Linked DNA regions of Sus scrofa: region 1 is linked to region 2. Evidence: chromatin contacts called from public HiChIP or PLAC-seq data. All regions are on one chromosome and are shown on one strand. The core of a region is the stretch at or near the end of the contact, and the rest is flanking DNA. Distances in the headings are between cores, read along the strand shown. Region 1 holds the start of NME1 (NME/NM23 nucleoside diphosphate kinase 1). Region 2 holds the start of SPAG9 (C-Jun-amino-terminal kinase-interacting protein 4).

Region 1 (5,180 bases), core at 375-2,874, 46 kb after region 2:
CCTGGGAACTTCCATATGCTGCAGGTGTGACCCTAACCAAAAAAAAAAAAAAAAAAAAAAAAAGAAGAAGAAAGAAAGAAATTATTCCTTTGACATGCATCTTTATCTAGGGCCAGTATACTATTTTTCTCTTCAGGGTGCACCTTTGGGGAGGCTGCAGTGGCTGATGGCTTGATGACAGGCCATATTCTTTGTTTACTGAAATGGCAGGCATAGTTTTTTTGTTTTGTTTTGTTTTTTTGCTTTTTAGGGCTACACCTTCGGCATATGTAAGTTCCCACGCTTGTGGTTGAATCAGAGCTGCAGCTGCTGGCCTACACCACAGTCACAGCCACAGCCAAGGCCAAGCCAGATCTGAGCTGTGTCTGTCACCTACACCACAGTTCACGGCAATGCTGGATCCTTAACCCACTGAGCCAGGATAGGGATTGAACCCATATCCTCATGGATACTAGTTAGGTTTGTAATTCTCTGAGCCGCCACCTGTTTTGTTTTGGGGGTTTTTGGGTTGCACCCGGGGCATGTGGAAGTTCTCTGAGCTCGGGATCAAATCCATGCCACCGCAGCTACCCAATCTGCTGCAGTGACAATGCTGTATCCTTAACCTGCTGTGCTACAAGGGAACTCCTATCCACATAGTTTTACACTTACAAATCTATAATCCCTCTGGAGTGATTTTCTTTCAAAGTGGGAGGTTTAGGTGGAGGTTTTTTCTTTCCTTCCTTCCTTTCTTCTTACTTTCTTTCTGCCTATAGGTGCTCCAGCACATTTTTTGAAAAGGCTCCTGATTCTATCCTGTACTTTACCACAGCCATTCCTCCTGCAGCAGGCAATGATTTTTTTTTTTAAATGTATCAGATGATATCATGCCCTGCTCAAAATTCTCCAATGGCTTCCCACCACATCATAATCTTGCTGCTCTCCAGTTGCATTTTCTAGCACTTAATGTCCACTGGCTCTCAGGTAATCTGACTTCAGCAGGTCTATTCTACTGTCACCCCCTGAGAGAGCACACCAGTCAACATTTAAAGTACTCCTTTACCCTACCCCCTCGCTGTGCTTTTTCTCAGTAATATTTACATACTATGATATATTACATGTTAATTTGCTCATTTGTTTATTGTTTGTCTTTATTCCCAACCCCACGAGAAGTTCCAAGAAAGTTTACTGCTATACCCCAGACTCTGAAACAATATCTGACACATAGAAGGTACTCAATAAATAATTTGCTTGACAGGCTGGAAAGAATGAGCAAATGTAAAACGAGGACACTGACTACTTCTAGGTCAGGCGCTAGTTCAGTTTTCACGCAAAGTGTGAGCGCCACCTCTCGGGAAGCCAGTTTGCTCGCGAAAGAAGGAAGTGAGTCACAGATCTTAAAGGGAAAAAAAAGATGGCTGCAGCGTGCGAGAAGAATAGGGAGAAGCCGTACCGGAAGTTGAACTTCAGGAAGTTGCTCCCTTGAACGATATCCGACTGTCGGGAGGAAGCGTAGGCGAGTGGTGTTCTGCAAAATGGGCTCTCCTGCAGCCGATTATGCGCAGAAGCGTTCCGCGCGAGCGGGTGCTAGGAACCACGAGGAGCTGGGGCGTGTTTCCGGTGCGGGTGACAGGCGACGGAGTTGAAGCCCAAGTGCCCGGAGGGGTGAGAAGGGTTCGAGGTCCTGAGAGAAAAGGGAGAAGAGTGGGGTCCAGGGAGGGGGAGGTGAAGAGGTCGGGTAAGTTCCACTCGGAGAAGTGGCCAGGGGGATCGGGTGGGAGGGACGCACCCATTGACAGGTGCAAACCTGTCAGCTCACGTCCCGCGCCACGTGGACTCGGCTTTGTCCGTGGCTGCTTTTCCCATCAGTCCGTGACTGTAAGGGTTGTGCCTTATTTGTTTATATCGAGTGCAGTGCTCAGTGCTTACTGAATGAATGACAGATATGTATCAAGAGTGGGTGTGGGGAACACGTATAGGGACTGCTGTTTGTGGCTCTTTAGCCCCATGTTCTCCTAGGGAATTCATGCTTGTCTGTAGCTTCTATTAGGAGTTCTCCGCCAGTTCTTGGGCCTTGTCTCTTTTTCTTGGAGGTGCAGGGCGGTTATCATTTAAGACATTTTCTTTGCTCTTATTGAGTACTAGGCTCTGTAACTAGGTACTAGGGAAGTAAATCATCTCTGTATTCAGGGGCAGGCCTGTGAGAAATAAACAGAAAATTCACATATATTGTTAAGGTGTTGTAATAAAAGGCCAACTAAATTATAGGAAGGTAGAGCCAGGAGGTGGTGCTGCTATCCACATAGGGATTGTCTTTCAAGGTGAGGGGACTCCTTTGTCATCTTGTGGAGGCAGAGCAGGTCCTGAGTTGAGACTTCTTATCTGTAAAAGGAAGAGTCTGAAGTAGGTGGTCTCTAGGCTTTCTTCCAACAGATATTACTCATGGCTACAGTTCTCCCACAATCCACCATTTATTGGTTAGTCAGAATATTCATTAATCTTGTGATGTAGCATAAGCTGCAGAGGGTTGGGAAATCTGGATTGTGACCCTCCTTCTGGTACTCCAGATGTGTTTCCTCATTTGTAAAAGAAAAGATTGTAATGAAATAATCTCTAAACTCCTTCCTGTTATAGCATGCTGAGGTAGTAGGTCAAACTGTATTTCATACTGCCTTGTTTTAGACATCACTCACATATTATCACTGTAGTTTCCCTCATCTGGATAATCCAGAAAGATATTCTTTTCTTTTTCTCTTAATACTTCTTGTCTCAGTTCTGCCATAGTATTGGGTACCCAGTAGATGCTTATGTTAGTCCCCATTGTGGCTCAGTGGCTTAAGAAGCCGACTAGTGTCTGTAAGGATGCAGGTTCGATCCCTGGCCTCACTCAGTGGGTTAAGGATACACATTGCCACAAGCTGCAGCGTAGGTCACAGATGCAGCGTGGATCTGGTGTGGCTGTGGCTGTGGTGTAGGCCTGCAGCTGCACTCTGATTCTACCTCTAGCCTTTCTGTATGCTAGAAGGGTGGGTACAGCCCTAAAAATAAAAACAAAAACAAAAAACTGGCTTCTGCACACAAAGGCAAGGAGAGACTGAAGAAAGGCAGACCACTCCAGATTATAGGTGGCAGTTATAATGACCAAGGGAGCTTGAGGTGGCTGCTGTCACCTACCAGAATTTTAAAAGTTATGCATAGAGTCTTTAAATGGGTTTAGTCATCTATTCAGTCCAGATGGTCTCAACAACACTTTACTCTCTCAAGGCTATGTTTTGTCCTTCGAACAGCCCCTACTATGGGGACAGTAGGCAGAGTGTACCTTTCAAAAACAGAGGTGAGGAGCCTCTAGTTGCCTGGGGACGTATTCTCTCCATGACCTCCTCCAATACTCCACCCCTTGCAACTAGCTCTCACAATCTCATCCCCACTCCCCAGATGCATTGTGCCCTGAGAGATCAGCAAAGGGTGGAGGCGGCTCATTTGGCAGCCATCTGATTGCAGTGGAGGCAGATGTCAGAGCAGCATTATAGAGGCATGTGTAAGAGACGCATGGATTAAGACGATTCCCTAAATAATAACAATTTTCTCCTCCAGGAGCCTCATCATCTGAACCATTGATTTACTAAATCCCTTTGTCAGGCAGTAATAATGTCCTGCTTTGGAGGACAGCTTTTGCCATTAAAGATAAAGTGTTCCATAAAGACAGGTTTTGCAGGCTAGTATTTAAGGCTTGCTGGGTGAATTTAGTAAGGGCTTCTCTCTGTGCTATAATGCCCGTCAGGCCAAAGGAGGGGACAAAAATGGTGGCTAAATGATTGTTCCAGTGGGAAACCGAATGTGCCCATCTGGCCTGGAGGAGAGGGAGGTTGGCAGCTCTAGGAACTTGACCTAGTTATGTATGCTATACATGTTGGCCAGGGCAGGCAGCCCTGTCTGGCATGAGGAGATGGAGTAGGCGTGGGATATGCCAGACCAGGACCCCTTCCTTCTCCCCTCTTCAGAGGTGCATGTTCCCTTCCAGGTATAGCACATCTCAACAGGCCAGCTTGTGGCAGGGCTGCAGCCTCCCAGTGGAAACTGAGTAATTCCCCCTCACCCAGGGGTGGGGCTTAGTGTTCTCAGCAGCACAGTCCATTGATCCACAGAGAGAGCTGTTTCCCAAGACATTGGGTATCTTGGCAGGGGTCTCTCGTCTGGCATAAAAGGCCACAAGTTCTACTGGTTCATCATTCAAATGTATCAAAGTCTGGGACAGTACTTCAGTCCACCTGGCCAGGGTGGTTTTACTTTTTAGTACTTTATTTATTTATTTATTTATTGTCTTTTTGCCCTTTTCTAGGGCTGCTCCCGCGGCATATGGAGGTTCCCAGGTTAGGGGTCGAATTGGAGCTGTAGCTGCCGGCCTACGCCAGAGCCACAGCAACACGGGATCTGAGGCGAGTCTGCAACCTACATCACAGCTCACGGCAACACTGGATCCTTAACCCACTGAGCAAGGCCAGGGATCGAACCTGCAACCTCATGGTTCCTAGTTGGATTTGTTAACCCTTGAGCCTCGACAGGAACTCCAATTTGTTAGTACTTTAATCTGCTGTTTTACTATTTCATTTTTCTTTCCTGACTGTGGGTCATAGGGGAGATGGGACTTCATTTAATGTCATATTCTTTTCTTTTTTCTTTCTTTTTTTTTTTGCTTTTCAGGGCCACACCCTCAGCATATGGAGGTTCCCAGGCTAGGGGTCTAATCGGAACTGTAGCTGCTAGCCTATGCCACAGGCACAGCCATGCAAGATCCAAGCCATGTCTGTGACCTACACCACAGCTCACAGCAGTGCCAGATCCTTAACCCACTGAGCGAGGTCAGGGATCGAACCTGAAACCTCACGGTTCCTAGTCGGATTCGTTTCCACTGCGCCATGACGGGAACTCCAATGTCATGTTCTTTTGCCCAGTTTTGTACCTCATGACCTTTGAAAGTAACCCACAATTACTGTCTATTCAATAAGGTATCCATACAGGATCTCAGCTACTCTAATCCCATAATGGTGGCAGCCTGGTTTGTGAGGTGACAAGGGAAAGCTTGGGTTAGGCTAGATGCGGTGTCCACACAAACCAAGGCATATTTAGAAGCTTCACCTGGAGGGAGGGGCCAATATAATCAATTTACCAATTCCACACCCATTGGGAGCCCTGGTCAGTGG
Region 2 (5,391 bases), core at 500-2,999:
CAAAATCAGAACTAAAAATCATCATACAAACCTAAGAAAAAAGAAAAAAACTAGCTGACCTGGTACGAAGGCGTATGTGACAAAAAGTCTACATGGTTGTACTATTTAGTGTTAGGAAATTAGCTACTAAACAGATCTCACATCCTTAAAGTTTTTCAAATATTTCTGAAAATATTTTGTTGTCTTTCATTTCTTCAAGTCATTCTCTCAATAATTATTTAGCTTCCTTCAATTACCATGTATTTAGCCAGTTGTGCTAGATGCTCAGGAAACAAGGATGATTAACTTCATCTGCATTAACTACTAAGTTCCAGAGAAATAACGCCAACACAGCCTGAAAACTAAAATGCTTAAACTGTCTCAAGATGTCAAAGACATCTTGGTACGAAGATGTCTTCGTACCACTGGCAGTCCAGAAATCCAAAAGGTTCACAAGATGAGGGCACCGGGGTCACACCGCTGAGGCGCAAAAGTTAGAAGGCAGCCAAGTGCACCTGTAAACTGCAGTCTATGAAAAGGGTTGCCAGATGTCATCTACACCTCCAACCCGCCTCCCACCGCGCTCCCATCCTCTTTATCAGTTTTTAAAGGGAACTGTCCAAGGTTACCACCTGACAGGAAGGAATACTTTGATGTGGGCTACCAATAAAATAAAAATGCACACTCTCTATATTTAGAGTATTGCTATACAACATCTAAGTGTTGACAAAGTGTCAACCATGGTACATAAAACAAAACAAAAAAAACCCCTCCTTCTCAACAGGGTTAAAACGTCAATAAGAAACTGACCGAAAGAGGGAGATCTCTAACTTCCCAAAACAGCAACCCCCAGGAAAGGTACTGGAATCAGCGGAAGTTACTGAGGACAGAAGTGTTTAAATGCCCCCCTTCCCCAGCCCACGGTAAAAGTTTGAATCGCCGTCTATCTCACACGGTGGTCGGAAACTTCCCTAAACAACAGGCAAGCGGACACCCTAAACTCCTCTCTCAGCCAACCCGAGGTGCCCTCAAGCCAGGCTCTGGCTTCCTCCCCCATCTCACCCTCTTCTGGACACTCACTAGCCTGCCTCAGGGTCCAAACCCGGCCGGTGGTTCCGCGACCTCACGGCCTCCGGGCTCAGTCAGGTGGGCCTCGGCCTCAGGCCCGCCCCCAGGAGACCTGCGCGGCGCTCCTCTCCTCCCGGGACAGACCCGTGACCCCGGCCCGCCCTCAGGCCCAGCCCTCGCCCTCCCCGCCGGCCGGCCCTCACCTCCTCAGCGTGCTTGCGCAGCGCCTTCTCTCGCTCGTACTGGGTGATAAGCTGCTCGTTGTCGTCCCGCAGCAGCTCCAGCTCCACCTGGTGCTCCTGATCCTGCGCGAACACCGAGTCCAGGTTCTCCAGCACGGCCACCACCAGTGGCATCAGCTCCTTGACCACCTCCTCGTCGTAGCGCCCGATGAGCCTCTCGAACTCGCGGTAGATGGAGCCGGCCAGGCCGGACACCCTCTCAGACATCACGGCCCCGGAACCACCGGGCTCCTCCTGGTACACCACACCGTCCTCCAGCTCCATGGTTGCGGGCGGGCGGCCTGCCTGCCCGGGGCGTCACCGGCTGAAGGAGCGACTCGGGCCCGTACGGGACGGGCCGCTGGAGCTAGGGCTGGGGCTGGGCCCGGCGGGGTGGGGGCCGGGGCCGTAGGAGGGGAGGGGTGAGGCGAGCGCACTCAGCCCAACCGCCGCTGCACCAACTGCCGGGGCGGCCGGGCCGCGCGCGCCACACGTCACTCGTGGGGCGGTACCCGCGCCGCGTCGGCCTGTAGGGCGGGGCCCCGCGGGAGGCCGGGCGAGGCCGGGGGCGGGGCCGAATGCGTCACTATGCGCCGGCGGAGGCGGCGTGGCGTCAACACTCGGCGCCGCGCGACGTTGGTACGCCAATGGGAAAGTCTGCGAGAGAGGATGGCGAGAACTGCTGCCCCGGGCGGGGTTTGCTGGGCGAATCCCAGAGGAAAGGGAGGGGTTCTGGAAGAGTGACTAGCAGTCCAGAATTAGCATAGCTAACATTTTATTACTTTTTGCAGCTCATAGAGGGTTTTCTCGTTTGTTCTTCACAGCAGGCTTAGTGCTGTAGAAGTTTGGCCTTCGTTTCACAGACAAGGAAAGTAGGCCCTGAAAAGTTAGGGTTCACTCAAGGTCACACAGCTAGAACGGGAAGGAGGATAATCTGGGATTCAAACCAATTATGTCTGAGAAGTCCCGACCTAGAGAAGTGGAAAACAGAGAGAGAGAGAGAGAGAGAAAGCAACCTTAAATGAGACGAGGTCTGCCTCAGTGATAAGGTGGTCTTGAGTAGGATAGAATTATTTGGGGAAAAGTAGATTAAGGAAAAACTTAAACATAAGACATGCGCGGCATCCTGGAGATGAATAAAACTGGAACACCACATCTTGCACTTTCCCGTACACAATTTTCTCTGCCTCTCCTGGCCAGCTTGGGAGCATGGCATTTCCTGGCTCCAGCCACCCGCCTTTCCTCTAATCTTGAGGAAGTGGGGTGGGGCGGGCTAATAGGGGGTTGGGGAGTGGAAGAGGAAAGAGGTGGAGTCACTGAAGTGAGTAAGTCCTGTTATACTTGAGGTTTCCACCACCTGGTAAAGAATCACGTGTGGGGAATGACACAACACCCAAACCCCTGGAGGGCTGAGTTAAGGATCACTTCCCAGTGCTTCTTTTAGCCTCCGCAAATGTAGAAGACACTCTTAAAACCCCTTATCTCCAGGGGAGGTCACTCAGAAGTTCTCTGGCCTCTACTCTAAGAATAGGGTAGGGCTGGCAGAACTTGGATAAAGAATGGTTTAGCGCTGGAGTCAGCTACCTCTCGGGATCATAAATACCCTCAACTTGGTATTTAAAGTTCAAGTTCTCCCCATCAAGCACAAACTAGTTCTCCAAAGTTTCCCAAATTTAGACCCACTTGGAGACTCACAAAAGCAGTAAGGAGGTTAGCTAAGCTATAAACTCAAAATGACAAAAATGAAGATACTAAGCCTGGAGTTCCGACGTGTTGAGGCAGAATACTAACTCAAGTAGTCAGCATAGGCGCATGAGCTTTGATGCATTCTTTGATATGGCTATTGATTAACATTTGTGGTTTAAGGACTCCAGAGCAACATCCTCACAGGCCAAGCTATAAACTCAAAATGACAAAAATGAAGATACTAAGCCTGGAGTTCCGACGTGTTGAGGCAGAATACTAACTCAGGTAGTCAGCATAGGCGCATGAGCTTTGATGCATTCTTTGATATGGCTATTGATTAACATTTGTGGTTTAAGGACTCCAGAGCAACATCCTCACAGGCCTTGTTTGCTATAAAAAGTGTACCTACACCCACATGGACCTTAATCTCTAACCCCCTCCTCAATTGACAGAAAAGAAATGAGAGGAAGTGTGCCTCAGTCTAAGGGAAGAAAAGGGCGAAGAAGTTATAAGACTTATGGGACATTTCCACCTCTAAAACCCCTGTTGGACAAGGACTGATATAGGTAACTGGGCAAGGCCAATGAGAGAAAACCACATTTTTCTGGACCCCAGGTTGGAAACCCCCATCTTTAAAGGATAAAAACCCCTATAGGACAGTAGAGAGCAGGGCCTCTTCCCCCCACCCACCCACCCCCAGCAGCCCTGGGAGCTATTTGCTTTCCTATTACAGTAAAGACTTTGCTTGCTGCCTTTGTGTTCACGAAGTTCATTCCACAGCTTTGCAAACAACTCAGATTCTGGTAACATCTTTCCAGCATCATCTTTTGGGGGCTCATCCAGGATCCAATCCAGTACACCATCGCTCACCAGGTAAGCAGCAGCAAGCTTGCACTTTCTACTTTATTCAGTTTCGTTTGCCTCTGAGAGGAGGGTGAGTGTGTGAATGAGCATCCAAGCCTGAGACGTGTCCTGAACACAAATCGAGTGCAGAGTCCCACACCGTGGTTCCACTGAAGCTCCTAAGCAACCTCATACAGCTAAAAGGCAGCCCTCCTGAGTCCAGTTGGGCCAAGAGTCCAGTCAGGGGTTTATACCATCCTGCCGTATGCCAAACGGGGTGTCCCAAGAGGGAGACGACCAGAGATGGACAAAGCATCATGAGGCAAACTTTCATTCCCTTTCCCACACCCCGAAATCGCCTCTCTATGTAGTCTATAGTGTTTCTAAAGCATTTGGGAAGTCACAGTTTACTACATTTCTGAAGGTTAGCAATTGTTGAATGGCAGGTGAGGAACAAAAGTGTTGTTTTTTGTGAATTCTTGAAGGGTGATGAAGGGTTTAAAGTAGCCATCCCTGACGCCTTACGGGACTCTCATCTCCACCTTTCTCTTCCTTCCTCTGCTTTCCTCCTAAAATGCTTCCTAGGAGCTAGCGTTTTACAGTAAGTGATGTTAGTTGAGTGGCTGGAGTCCAAATTTTGATGGAAATCTTTTAGTGGCATCCCTAAGAGGACAAGACACAAAGAGACCCCTTGCACTGTGTGTGTGTGTGGGGGGGGACGTTAAGGGCTATATGGACAAAAGTCCTCATAATCCAGTTCTCTAAATTTAGGGAGTTCCCCTTGAATTATAAGTCCATCCCATTATATCGTACTTACAGTCTTTTATCCCTTGCTATTTTTAGCCAGTTCAGCACCCCCTTGGGCTTTAGGCCAATTATTACCCCCTCTTATGTGACTTCAGCCTTGTCCCCTATGCTGGGATCAGTCATTGTTATATTCTTCTTGTCAAACAATGCCCAATCTCCTTAGGAGTCCTTTAAAGGGTTCAACTAATGCGATCCTTTATCATTTCCTTTGCCACTACCTCAAATGGAGCTGCGGGGGCAAAAGAAATAGACCTCTAGATGGTAAGACTACCCTGAGTTATTACCATTCCTGTGAGGGAGAAGGAGTTCATAACTAGTATTCATCCAAATTAGGCCAAGTGTTTAGTCTCAGAGCCAGGCATAGTCAGTTTTGCTTTTTGCTATTTTCTTTCACCCTGGTTGGAGAAACCGGCAGCTGGTTCATCCAATTTACCCATTAACTGTGGCTTAGGAACTTTCCTAACATATATAAATAGAGGGCATGTCAGAGTGAACATCCTAGGATTCTGAAGCTCAGGACAGGGCCTGCATGCCTGAGTTTTCTTCACCTCTGTCCAGAGACAGGCAATGGGCAGGGACAGAAAAAGAGGCTACACTGGTAAGGAGTGGTTAATTCCAGTCAGCCTAAGGTCAGATGGGACTCTTGACCACTAACGTCTAACTGCTCTGTATAAGAGAGGGGACACCTCACATAATCGAGAAAGGACAATAGGAGCTGGATTCTGTTCTTTTCTCTTTTTCAGATGGGAGCCACATCCTCAAGCCTGGTACACACTTCAATAGCAAC

Evidence for each region. HiChIP or PLAC-seq counts read pairs in DNA pulled down with a chosen protein or histone mark.
Region 1: an H3K27ac HiChIP or PLAC-seq map of alveolar macrophages shows a contact between it and region 2. The contact joins the promoter of NME1 here to the promoter of SPAG9 in region 2. A contact is called at or near these places in 2 of 5 promoter capture datasets (fetal liver and liver), 12 of 47 Hi-C or Micro-C datasets (alveolar macrophages, blood, embryonic fibroblasts and 7 more) and 2 of 2 datasets of contacts at active chromatin or transcription factors (alveolar macrophages and skeletal muscle).

What each region holds. Positions count from the first base shown.
Region 1 is chr12:27,414,813-27,419,992 of Sscrofa11.1, forward strand. NME1 (NME/NM23 nucleoside diphosphate kinase 1) reads left to right here and starts at 1,625. Exons shown (of 5, transcript NM_001204759.1): 1 at 1,625-1,717.
Region 2 is chr12:27,368,515-27,373,905 of Sscrofa11.1, forward strand. SPAG9 (C-Jun-amino-terminal kinase-interacting protein 4) reads right to left here and starts at 1,750. Exons shown (of 34, transcript XM_021067194.1): 1 at 1,251-1,750. The coding sequence starts at 1,553. LOC106505444 (a long non-coding RNA gene) reads left to right here and starts at 3,650. Exons shown (of 2, transcript XR_001299881.2): 1 at 3,650-3,827; 2 at 5,348-5,391.